Regions from separate parts of the Mus musculus genome. Here region 2 is linked to region 1. Evidence: chromatin contacts called from public Hi-C data. All regions are on one chromosome and are shown on one strand. The core of a region is the stretch at or near the end of the contact, and the rest is flanking DNA. Distances in the headings are between cores, read along the strand shown. Region 1 has its middle 35 kb from the start of Tut7. Region 2 has its middle 19 kb from the start of Gm35333.

Region 1 (6,703 bases), core at 3,273-5,772:
TTTTTTTTTTTTGGTATAATCCTGGCTGTCCTGGAATTCACTTTGTAGACCAGGCTGGCCTCGAACTCAGAAATCCGCCTGCCTCTGCCTCCCGAGTGCTGGGATCAAAGGAGTGCGCCACCACACTCAGCTGACATCACATTCTTATTGCTTCACTATTTATAACAGTCATGTGTTACTCTTATATAGACAAGTTAAAGAGCCATGGAGAGCGCAGTAATCCAGTCTCATCGGCAGGGTGAGATAAGCAAAGTAGCTATCAATGCAAAAAAAAGGTTTGTTAGCTGGGCTGGAGACATGGCTTAGTGAGCACTGACTGCTCTTCCACAGGTCTTGAGTTCAATTCCCAGCAACCTCGTGGTGGCTCGCAACCATCTGTAATGGGATCCGATGGACTCTTCTGGTGTGTCTGAAGACAGCTACGGTGTACTATTCATAGGCATAAAACAGATAATTCTAAAAGGAAAAAAGAAGAAGAGGAAAGGTTTGTTGGCTCACAGCTCGAGAGAATTAAGGGCCACAAACCAGCCCTGGTGTGTCTCTAGTGAAGACATGTAGAGGAGGATGGAAAAGAATGTGTCTCTTTCCTGGGGCAACCCTCAGTTAAGGTAAGTCCACCCACTATACCCCACCTCTCAAAGGTCCCTCTGCCTCTCCACTGCCAAGCCCCCAACACCTGAATCCTCAGGGGACAGACTAGGACAGTTACAAACTACAACAGTGTATCAGAAGACCACATGATGCACAGACATTCTTCCAGAGTTTTGGCATCATTTAGTGCAGATAATCTAAATGATTTTATTTGGATTTTTTTTTCTGTGCATTTGGCTATTTTTTCCCTCTTTAATTCTTTTGCAAGAGAATTTAGAAATGGTCCTAAATAGATTACAGTTACCTAATTAGGTTTATCTAATTTAAATAACAGTTGCCAACTGGTTTTGTTGTTGTTGTTGTTGTTGTTGTTGTTTTGGTATCACCATGAAGCCCTGGCTGACCTGAAACTCACAGGCATCTTTCCAGTCTCTGCCTTCTGGGCAGTCTTCATTTTTTACAAGATTTTTATTTCATGAGTATGAGTACATTTACCAAGCTCAAGGCTATACATAGTGAGACCTTGTCTGTCTCACAAACAGAAAAAAGGAAGGAAGGAAGGAAGGAAGGAAGGAAGGGAGAGAGAGAGAGAGAGAGAGAGGAAGGAAGGAAGGAAGAAGAGAAAAGAAGAAAAGAGGAGAGGAAAAGAGAAGCGAAGGGAAGGGAAAGAAAAGAAATGATACGAAAAGAAAAGAAAAGGGAAAAGAAAAGATTGGAGGCCTAGAGAGATGGCTCAGGTGTTAGGAGCACTTGCTGATCTAGAGGACCCAACTTCAGTTCCCGGCATCCACCCTGGGTAGCTCACAACCCCTTAACTCCCGCTTCAGGGGATCCAAAGCCCTCTTCTGGCCTCCTCAGAGGTTGACTGTCTTGGGCCCATGTCCTCATTTAAAATGATCTCTTCCACAAATGAGATCCTATTCCTAGCTCCACCACCCCAGGACAGAAAGTTCTCATTTATCTAACCCCCTCCTGCTTAAGAGATGCTGGTGGGAGCCTTGTTGCATCATCCCATGGGCAGCAGAAACCTTGAGCCTTTGCGTGACGAGAACAGGGTGCTGCCAACTTCAATTCCCTGGCATACTCTGTGCCCTTTCCCAAGAAAATATGAGCATGTTCACAACAAGCAAGCAAATCGGGACATACGTCAGCCGTCGCCATGTGAGGTTCATATTTTCCTTTCCTCTACAAATGGGAGCTGTCAAAAACAAATTAAGTAATTATATGGTGTTGCCACAGCTGTGTGTATCCATCATTACATGACAGGACCGTGGCTGGGGGATGGCTCTCTCCTGCCTAGATTGCAAAGTGTTTATATTGGAAAGGATGTTGTTGGGGCACTTGCAACTGTTGCCAGAAAAACAGAAAGTAAATGAAAATGGTACTGATGGCCTGGCACAGCTCTGCAGGTGGTGTGTGCAAATCTCTATGTTCGAAAATGTGTATATATGTGTGTGTACTTATGTGTTTGAGTCTGTGTGTGCACACATGCTTTTATGTGCATGTATGCACATGTATATGTGTGTGTGTGTGTTGTGTGTATGCATTAGATGGTGTGTTATGCTATGACAATAATGCTGGTTAATATTTTTTCTAACTCTAGAAACACCCCATAAATATAGAAGCAGAATGTTTGCCAATTTTTGAATAACTAAATAAATAGAATATCCTTCATACCAACAGATTTTACAGGTCACAATATTTTTTAAAAAATTAGTAACCTCCATTGAAAAACTTTGTATGAACAAATAAAAGCGGTTCATTCAAGGAAATAGTATTTTTGACAGCTGAGAATCCTGCAAGGTATTTTTGGGTTTTGGCGAAGATCTTGTCTGATATATGCAGAAAAACATTAAAAAGTTAAAAAGATAGATTTCTTTGTCCTGCATCCAAAGTATGTGGTGTCTTCAGCAATAGGGATATGCCACTATCAGGGGCAACCCAGAGCACTGGCAACACTGTGTTGTTCTGGGTCCTCTGAGCCCTGCACTGTCATCTCATAGGGAAGACTCTCAAATCTCAAATTAACTGGAAATCTTTCTCACTGTTAGGCAGCTCTTGTGGTGCTGTCTTAGTCATGTTTCTGTTGCTGAGACAAAATACTATGAGTAAGGCTTCTTGTAAAAAAAAAAGAGAGAGACAGTTTATTTGGGGCTCATGGTCCCTGACCACTATGGTGAGAAGCATGGCAGCAGACAGGCAGGTAGATTCGTGCCAGAGCAGCAGCTGAACACTCACTTCTCATCTACACGCACAAAAACAAGAAAAGCTAATCAGGAATGATATGAACCTTTGAAACGTAAAAGCCCATCCACAGTGAACACCTCCTCCAACAAGGCCACGCCTCCTAATCCTTCCCAAAGAGTTTCAACAACTGGGACCGAGAATTCAAATATATGAGCCTACAGGACCATCCTTATTCAAACCACCACCGTGTAAGGTACAGTTATGTAAGCTGCTGGGGACAAAAAGACGGAAATGGGCCAGCATGGACCTTAAATGCTACAATATGGACATGCAGAGAAACAGGTGCCCACTGCCATGATAGTCATGCATGATAGTGCAGATGTTATGGGGTAACTATCCAGTTTCTGATTAGATTTGAGGCCCATCCACGGGAGGCAATGTCATGCCTAATACTATAATACCAGTCAAAAACTGAGGAAGTCAAAGAGCCTAGGGTGGAGCCAGCTATTGTTATTCTGCCTGATGGTCATGCTGTCAGATTTCCTACTAAATACTTATGTTTATACCCACAGATCTGAGCTGCTCTATTCTTGGTCACAGAATCTTGCTTCTGTTTGCAGTGGGCAGCAGTCAACGCAGAGACACATAACTGGTCGTAGTACTGGATCTAGAGATAGAGAACTCAGCCCTGAGTGGGATCAAACTCCTCCCCGACTGAGGTTCACAAACCGTCACAGAGGCGAAGGCAGAAAGAATGTAAGATCCAGAGGATGAGACGAGTGTCATGGAATATTGTCTTCAGGACACAATAGGGCTATCAAAATCATGAGCTCACAGTAACTGTGGCTTCCTGCATAAGACCTATACAAGATCAAGCCAGAAAAAAAAAATCTCAAGCACAGATGGAGCAGATGGTCTCTGGGCCCCACCTTTTGCTAAGGTCCTACCTTTTCCTGAAGCCCCACCCCTTAATGGATCCCACCCCTTAGTGAGACCCCACCCCTTAGTGAGACCCCACCCCTTAGTGAAGCTGAGCTCTTAGTGAGTTTGGCAACAGAAGTTTCTTGAAGAGGGAAAAAGATCCTTTATGGCTACCGATAGGTTTCCAATGGTCCAGTGTATAGTTCTACATTCATGAATGTATAAACAGCACTAACCAGACTAGTGGGTGATTAAAAAATAATAATAATAATTGAAAAAGAAGCCCACGTGTGGTGGTGCGTGACTTTGATCCCAACCCTCACGCTGACTGGCTCACAGCTGCCTGTAACTACAGCTCCAGGGGACCCAACACCCTCTCCTGGCCTCCTTGGATATTCCATGCATGTGGTGTACATATAAACATACAGCCAAACATTCACACACATTAAATTAAAATAAATATTTTTAAAAGACAGGGAAAATAGAAGAGGTACCACAAGACTGCTAGAAGTGCTTGCAAAGAGGGGCTGGGACGCACTAAAGCGTGGATTTCCAAGAAAGAAGCAATGCAGCCCTGCATAAGCCTGTGACTGGAACCGGAAGTGCATGACAGACTGGAGAGAGAATAAGCAAATGGCCCTGAGATGAGGCAGAGCGAGCGGCGGCGATTTGGTCATAGCCGGGTTGCCAGTGAAGAGTAAGGTGGGAGAGTGAACTGGGATAGCATAAGATAGGTGCTGTCCCAACAAAGTCAGCAAGAGACGCAGCATGGAGTACGCTGGAGACACCCAAGCTGGGAGCTGATGAGTCAGGGAGGAAGAACTCGGCCCAGTTCCCACTCCACCGCCACATCAAAGGCTCAAGGATTAGGAAAGAGAAAAAAAAGTTCAACCCAACCTTGCACAAGTGATCTTGGACCCTGAGAATCTAACCCAATTGTTGGGGTAAGCACCCAGGCCAGATTTTTGTGGACTTGGGATGAAATGCTCAAATGACTTTTTCTAAGGGAGGCGAAACGGAAGGACAATGTTTAGGCTGCGCCCTCAAACACTGTCCAACTATAATAAGGTAATTCTAGAACTCTGTGAATAACTTAACGGAAAATCATGACTTGCAAAAACCCAAATCATAGTCCTAGACTATTTTGTCTCTAGAAGTCTGTGTTCTGGGACGTTTGAGGGGTGAGTCTTCTATCCACTTAGCATCAGGGCCAGAAATCAAGGGTTGGTGAGCTGCTCCCTCTACCGGCCATGCAGAGGAGGACGGCGCGGCACCTCAGTCTCTGCACTCACCTTTTCCCTAAGGACGGAAAGGCGCAGCTTCTGTATGGTTCATGTGGGAATTGCTGCTCATTTCTTTTAGATTTGGGGGAAGTTTGAGGGAAGCTTGTTTTGGTTTGTTTTGTTTTGTTTGATGCAGAGAACGTACATCCTGGAGCATTTAAGAGACTATTCAGGACTATGATTTGGGTTTTTGCAAGTCATGATAGCAATGACCGTGACCGGCATGGCAAGATACTCCCAAACGGTGTGATTGTGGCATTAATATACCAACTGCCGTCTCATAAGACTTAAAGCCTACTCAACAAGAGGGAACCCTTGCCTGGTGCTGTAAGCTGTTTTTCTAGATGGCTGCAGCTGCTTCTTCTTCTTCTTCTTCTTCTTCTTCTTCTTCTTCTTCTTCTTCTTCTTCTTCTTCTTCTTCTTCTTCTTCAGATTTATTTATTTAATGTATGTGATACACTGTAGCTGTACAGATGGTTGTGAGTCTTCATGTGGTTGTTGGGAATTGAATTTTTAGGATCTCTGCTTGCTCCAGTTCAAAGATTTATTTATTATTATACATAAGTACATGTAGCTGACTTAGACGCACCAGAAGAGGGTGTCAGATCTCATTTAGGTGGTTGCTGGGATTTGAACTCAGGAAGAAGCAGTCAGCAAGCGCTCTTACCCACTGAGCCATCTTGCCAGTCATGGATGCAGCTTCAAACTGTGTTCTAAGTACTTACACTCACACTTAAGTCTGCCTCTCATTCCTCATCGAAGATGCTTCTTTTTGCACCAGATGGAGACTACAGCAGAGATGCCCAGCTGGTTAAAGGCTGAGACGGAGCGAACTCTGGGTGACCAACCCCATTCGGTCCATCTACAGCACAACCCTAAACCGGAAGCTTAAAGAATAGCAAGCAAGAGAAGAGGGAGAGACTGCAAGAGCCCAAGGTCCAGGAAGCCTGCTGTGAGGTCCTTTCTTCCAGACAGGGCAGGAATGCTGTGTCCACGAAATGACAACAGTATGGTCATCCTAACAAGACCTCAACACTGACCATGAGCATAGGTGGGGGGATTTCACAGGGCCCCGCCCCTAGGTGAAAAGCTGAAGATGATCAATGGCTGCAGGAGGAGGAACAAGCCTCCTAATAGGTTGGTTACCCAGGCCTGAGTGGTAAGCTCTAAACACATGTTGTATAAGCAACACTACCTGGACTCAAGATGACAGGGGGCGGGAGAATGGGTAGAGATGATACTCATCTCTAGATTAATAACCAGCCTTATTTGGATAGTCCACGAGGTTTCGCTGCCAATTATTGCCCACTATTTTTAAAGAACCCTGTGCGTATTTTGAGAACTATCATGTAGCCTAGGTTACCTTAAGCTTGTAATTCTCCAGCCTCTCCTTGCAAATGAAAAGAGTTACGTGCATGCGCCCACATGCCTAGCTTAAAAGAAGAAAAATGGGGGTTAGGAGCGCAGCTCATCTAAGAGACTACTCGCCAAGCATGCATGAAGCCCTGGATTTGATCCCTAAAATCAAGTAGACTGAAAGTTGTAGTGTATGCCTATAATCCCCACCCTGGAGAGGTGGAGGCAGGAGGATCATAAGGTCAGGGCCATCCTTGGCTACATAGCAAAGTTGAGGTCATCCTGAGCTACATGAGACCCTGTCTCAAAAACTAAAAAGGAGGCAAATTATTAAATTTATTTTACACCATTTGGGGATGTATTAT
Region 2 (5,964 bases), core at 160-2,659, 560 kb before region 1:
ACACTGTGTTCAGAGCTTATTGAGACTTGGGGTGGTGTGATAGACCATGTGCCCTCTCCTCTGCTTCCATACACACCATGCTGCTGTGTAAGCCATCAGCCACTGTCTAGGGTTGCCCCATGTCAACAGCCACACCCACTTCCTGGGCAAAACTGAGGCAGGTCTACATGTCATCTCGAAGCACACAGGAGAGAAGAAATGGCTAGTTCCCAGCATAGGCCGCTATGGGTATCACTTCTAGTGTGTGTCCCTTCAACGGGGGTTCATATCCTCACATTGCTTGTGGCTCAGAGGGTAAAGAGATGGGTGGTATGTGGGGGAACACTTGGCAACTCTAAGGGTAATATCAGTGACAGCAGTGGTAGAGTTTCTTTTATTCCCTAGTGCTCAGAGTCCGGCTGTCCCGTATTGTATTTTTGGAGTGTTCCCTTGAAATGTTTTTGCTTAAATATGGTAAATGTCTTTTTTTGTTTTGTTTTTGTTTTTGTTTTTTGTTTTTTGGTTTTTTTTTTTTTTTGAGACAGGGTTTCTCTGAATAGTCCTGGTTGTCCTGGAACTCACTTTGTAGACCAGACTGGCCTCGAACTCGGAAATCTGCCTGTCTCTGCCTCCCAGGTGCTGGAATTAAAGGCATGCACCACCACCACTGCCCGGCGGTAAATGTTCTTCTATGTTTTTCAGTTTTCGATCTTCCAGTGTATAAGCTTCCAAGTACATACAGACATAAAGACACAAACACATACACTACACAGCAGTGCGTGCACACACACAAGCACATGCACATATACCACAGACCATATATATACACACACCACGCTCATACAAAAGTGTATATAACAGATATAACTCCCACCATCTTTAGGGCCTTGTTCCCCTTGGCTATCTGGTGGAGGGGTGCAGGTTGACCATATTTCTAGAGCTATGACATGTCCCTGTTGCATTGGGTGGACAAGGTGTGAATCCAGCTCCCCGCCACCCCAACTTTATATGAAGGAACAGTTTGTTAACATCTTAAGCTTGGTGGGTCTTAAGGTTCCCATGATAGCAACGCCACCTGGCTGTTGTGACACAGAAGATCCTAGGGACATTTCAGAAATGAGCCAGCCCGGCTGTGATTACAACAGAATGGTATTTGGGGGGAAAAAATGTCACCTTTGTCCGAGCAAGAGCCTGTGAGCTCCTCTGTCCGTGGGTGTATGGTTTGTCAACCTTAGCCATAGTCAGAAGGAAGAGGATGACGGTGGTATCTGAGCCCTGTGGCAGGTGACCAGGCCAGTGTTTCAGAGAAGCTGAACTTTAGGTGTCCTGACCTTGGGGCCTGACTGCCCCACTGCAGCTCTGTAGGCCAGGCTGTGCGGCTCCAGCCAGGGAGCCCTGGAGGCTGTGGTGCTGATTGGTTCCAGGGCTGGAGGGATGGAAATTTACAAGAGAGCGGAAAGATTGCTCTCTGCCAAGGTCTGATTCAGAGCTCAGGGATTAAGCCTCTGGCTCGGGGATTAAGCTGGAATTTCACATCCACAGATCCCACTCGCACCAGGCTCTGGCTGAGCCGGGTTCCTGTGTCTCAGAGGTTTCCGCGCTCCATAGGCACAGGGGTCAAAAAAGAAACTCCAGGGCCCCGTTTTCTGCTTTTGGGCTCATTTTCTTATATTTTGTATCTCGTATATTCATATCTGAATCTGAGATGAGAGAATAATTTGGAAACAGCGAAGGAACACGAAGGAATCTACTCCCAAGGCCAAGAGAACGGCTGAGCGCTAGGCTTCAGTAGGGGTGCAGGGCAGAGAGAGTCCAACACTCACATTTCAGCCCCCAGTTTTGTTCTGCTGGCTCTGGCCAGCTGCATCCCAAGGCTTGGAAAATGACCCCTGCTTTCCTAAGAGCCATGTCCTTGCTCCATCCACCCGGGCCACAGACAGTGTCCATTTCACAGGGAACTTGTAGTTTACCAGTTTTCATTCTGGAACCTCCTGTGGGCGTCAGTGCTCTCAAAATGGGGGAGACAACTCTTAGTTTTCTGGCTGTTTTGGTTTTCACGTAGAAGGCTTGGGACCCAGACAGTGAGCTGTGCACACCAGATCCTAGCATCCAAAGCAAGAAGAAAGGCTTAGAGACCTCTTCTCTGCTAGGCTTCCGTTCTAACCTGCTTTAGTCCTGGGAGTACTGGTGATCTGGGGCACCTTGTAGTTACCAGTTCTTGATTAAACACCATGTGACAGATGAAATATTTTGTTTTTCTTTGATACTGAGATAGAAAGAGTTTTAACCTCATTTTGTTTATCCAACCTTATTGAATCATATGAAATCAACGTTGGTATACTTACATTGCGAGCCTCTGCTTTTACTCTGCAGAGAATCAGTTATGTTACAGAAATAAGTGACTCCAAAGTTTAATGGTTCAGAAACACAAGGTTTTAGAGCTGTAGAGATGGCTCAGCAGTTAAGAGCACTGGCTGCCCTTCCAGAGAACCACAGCTCTGTTCTCAGAACCCACGTGGTAACTCACAACTGTATTTAACTCCAGCTTCAGGGTATTTGGCCCCCATAGGCGCTGCACACATATGGCACATAGACCTGCAGCAAGCAAAATACAGATACACATAAAATAATTTTTTTAATTCAAAAAGAAACTATTTTATGTCTCTCAGAACACATGCTGAACTTTATGTGAGATGTTTCTGTCATTATCCCCATGAAGGCAGGACTGTGGTGTAGAGAGCTGTCTTCTCTGAGGGGGTGGGAAAAAATTGGCCAAATGTGTCCAGGCACCTGTTTTTGTCAATAAAGTTTTATTGACAGGCATGCATGATGACTCATGACTTTGTCTACAAGAGCAGAATTAGGCGGCTGGAACAGACTGTGCAGCCCACAGCATTGGTGATTTTTTTCCCTCTCTGCTCTTTATACAGCATCTTAGTTGACATGTGGCTGTCCAAAACTTGGATAGCAGAGTGACTACAGAGTGGTTCTTAGAACTGCTGCTCAGAAGAGACTCTTGGCTTCAGCTCACATTCTCTGTATTAAAGCAAGACATATGGCCACTCTTGATGTCTGCAAAAGCATGCTTTGAATTATGGATGCTCTTATGCATTCTTTGCTGCAACAGTAGAAGCAGACACTACTTCACTGAAACTGGAAAGATTTACATAAAGACAGGTAACAGTGTAATGAATGGTAAAGGTAAAGGCCAAGGCTCTGAAGGGTGGGTACATGTTCCCACTGCCCCAGTGGCCTCTGTGACCGTGAACCACTGTCCATCTGTCTGTGTGTCTCTCTGAAGTCATTATAGGTAGTTATAGTTGAACTTTGGCCTGTGTATCATTCTCCTGTGATTTAAAGTGCTGTGTGGGTTCTAATGACTGACCACTTGTAAGCCATGTGGCCATGTTCTGCTGCTTGGAGGCTGGGAAAATGATCAAGAACTCTTCAACTTTGGTAGTGGCATGGGGCTCAGCTCCCTTAAAGACTTATATATTAGAGATCCATTTCACATAAACCCTGCTGGGCCCTGCTGGCAAGCTGAGAAAGTTGGTATCATCCTTTCATTGAGCCGGGACAAAACAAACACAAACTCCAAGCCAAAACCACAAAAACAAAGGGACTGCAGAGATGGTGGAGTGGTTAAGGACACATATTGCTTTTCCTGAGAACCCAAGTTTGATTCCCAGCACCCAGGTCAGGTGGCTTCCAACTGCCTGTAACCCCAGCTCCAGAGAGATCTGACACATTAATGTGTATCCACGCCTCTCTTCAACTACCACATACACATAATTAAAATAATAAAAGTAATTTTTAAAAATGAAAAATATAGCAATCAGGGACTTCTTTGGCCTTTTTCTATGATGTCCAAGTGTGTTACTAGGAAGCTGAAGGGTGGCCAGCCACATTGATTAGCTTGGCTTTGAGTTAAGTTTCTTAACTCAGTCTTTAAAGGTTGCCTTCAGCAAACCACCTGGAGGGATTTGGAAAGGGAGAGAGGAGTAATGGTGGAGTTCAATGGTAAGGGTTTGCCTATCATGGTGAGGCTCTAGGTTCTAACCCCAGCATTACAAAACCAGAAAGAAAACATGGATGGGTCTCCTTGGTTCACTTAGCAGCTCAAATGAGCTTCATTTCCTGGGCTCTGACCATCACAGGAGGGAAGGAGATGGTACGGAGACATGTTGTATTGTTTCTGTCAGAGATCTGTGTCACTGAGGTTGTAGTGTGTCAATGTGTCTACAGCCTTATAGGAATTGCATATAAAGAGTTGAGCACAAAAGAATGTGAACTCTGCCTCAGATGAGGTCAGGGGCCATTCTAAGTCTTCAACACAGAACTCCCCAGTTTGTATCAAAGTGAAGTTGTATCAAAGTATCAGTCTACAGATTTGAAAGAGAGTATCTGTTGTGATTTGTTGTTCAACTTAGAACTGGCATTCCATTTCCAAGCTGTAACCTTTAAAATGGACTTTGTTAACCTCTCTGTCTGGAGACTAACACAATGTGCTGAAGGAAGACAGGATACTGGATTCCTTGGAGCTGAAATTACAGATGGTTGCCAGTTACTATGTAAGTCCTGGGAACTGAACCCAGATCCAGTGGGGTTTTTTTTTTTGTGCATATATTTTTTATTTTATTAGATATTTTCTTTATTTACATTTCAAATGTTATCCCGAAAGTTCCCTATACCCTTCCCCCGCTCTGCTCCTCTACCCACCCACTCCCACTTCTTGGCCCTGGTGTTCCCCTGTATGGGGGCATATAAAGTTTGCATATATTTTTCTATTAGATATTTTCTTCATTTACATGTCAAGATTCACTGTTTTTAACACCTGAGCCATATCTCTAGCCCCTTATCCCAAGTTTTAAGCTTTATTTTGATGCTCTTCCTCTTCCTCTTCTTATTCTTTTTCTTCACTTCTTTGGGTGATTGTGAAGTCTCAGAACATGAATCTACCTGGAAAGTTCTAAACTCTTGACTTGTCGGAGCTTCTTGAAGATGAGAGAGACTTTCTAAACACTCAGCTGCAGAGCTGGTATGGTTAGAATTTGGAGTCACAAGTCAGATCTGTCCTGGTGTGTCAGAAGTCAGTCTGTCCTAGTGTGTGGTGTGTGTGTGTGTGTGTGTGTGTGTGTGTGTGTGTGTGTGTGTGATTGTGCCTGTGTGTGTACATCCCGATGGTTGCTTCAGATCTGATGGTTGGCCAAGGACTTCCTCAGAGTGTGGAAAATTTACCAATACCTTGTTACACCCTCATTGGGATGTATCTGATGGAAACAGTGTTTGAAGTAGTCCCACATCTCCACTCATAATGTCAAATGTGTTTAGGCACTGACTAAAATGAAAATAGTATTCCTGGAGTTGGCACAATGTGAGATGATGCCACCCTGCCTGGACCACATAGGATTCGTTATATGATTGACAGGGGCTGGAAGCTGAAGGCAAGGTTCAAGCTCATGTGATAACAAGGACTCTCTAGCACATCTTCAGCTCTATAATGTGATGGGAAGGGGAGGGCTAAGCAAAGGCAGACTAGACAAGTGTCCAGGTTCTCAGGTAGGAATACACCAGTCAGCAGGCAAGCAAGGCTGAGTGACTAGCAGGGTCAGAGCTCTCGCCCTTCAGTCTTTTTTAGTAGCTCCATGTGTCCCAGAAGCTTTGATGGAGGGCCTGTCCCATCTCCTAGTTGAGAGTAGGTAGGCTCTGAAGTTAGCAATCTGGGTTTTACTGGAACCGGGACTCCAGTCCTTGAATCCCATCTCTACACCACCTGCCCTCAAGGCATCTTAGGCCCAAGACTTGCTTTTCTATAGCTTCACTGCAACATATAACCTGGTGTCTTCTAGGTCCTTGTCATCTTCTCTGGCCTTCTGCACAAAATCAAGCCACCTGAGAGGTATAGATTAAACTCAGCTATCAGAAGGAATAAAATCCACTTGCTGAAACATTCATTCTCTGAGTTCATGGCAGTAATTGTCTGTA

What was found. Hi-C and Micro-C count contacts between places; a contact is called where the count stands out from the background.
Region 2: a Hi-C map of muscle stem cells shows a contact between it and region 1, with 2.8 times the contacts expected there. The contact joins two enhancer-like sites. A contact is called at or near these places in 2 of 15 datasets of contacts at CTCF or cohesin (both in the NIH/3T3 cell line), 3 of 484 Hi-C or Micro-C datasets (the C2C12 cell line, muscle stem cells and myocytes), 8 of 115 datasets of contacts at active chromatin or transcription factors (the NIH/3T3 cell line, astrocytes, embryonic stem cells and 4 more) and 1 of 9 other capture datasets (embryonic stem cells).

Annotation. Positions count from the first base shown.
Region 1 is chr13:59,854,725-59,861,427 of GRCm38.p6, reverse strand. No RefSeq gene overlaps it. Among named protein-coding and RNA genes, the nearest start is that of Tut7, 35 kb to the right of the region's middle. Within about 2 kb of position 4,522, at least 33 of the 459 cell types and tissues checked have an H3K27ac peak or open chromatin away from gene starts, as enhancers often do. A contact at or near this core is called in the C2C12 cell line, heart atrium, muscle stem cells and 1 more, where this site is marked.
Region 2 is chr13:60,413,111-60,419,074 of GRCm38.p6, reverse strand. No RefSeq gene overlaps it. Among named protein-coding and RNA genes, the nearest start is that of Gm35333, 19 kb to the left of the region's middle. Within about 2 kb of position 1,409, at least 79 of the 459 cell types and tissues checked have an H3K27ac peak or open chromatin away from gene starts, as enhancers often do. A contact at or near this core is called in the C2C12 cell line, heart atrium, muscle stem cells and 1 more, where this site is marked.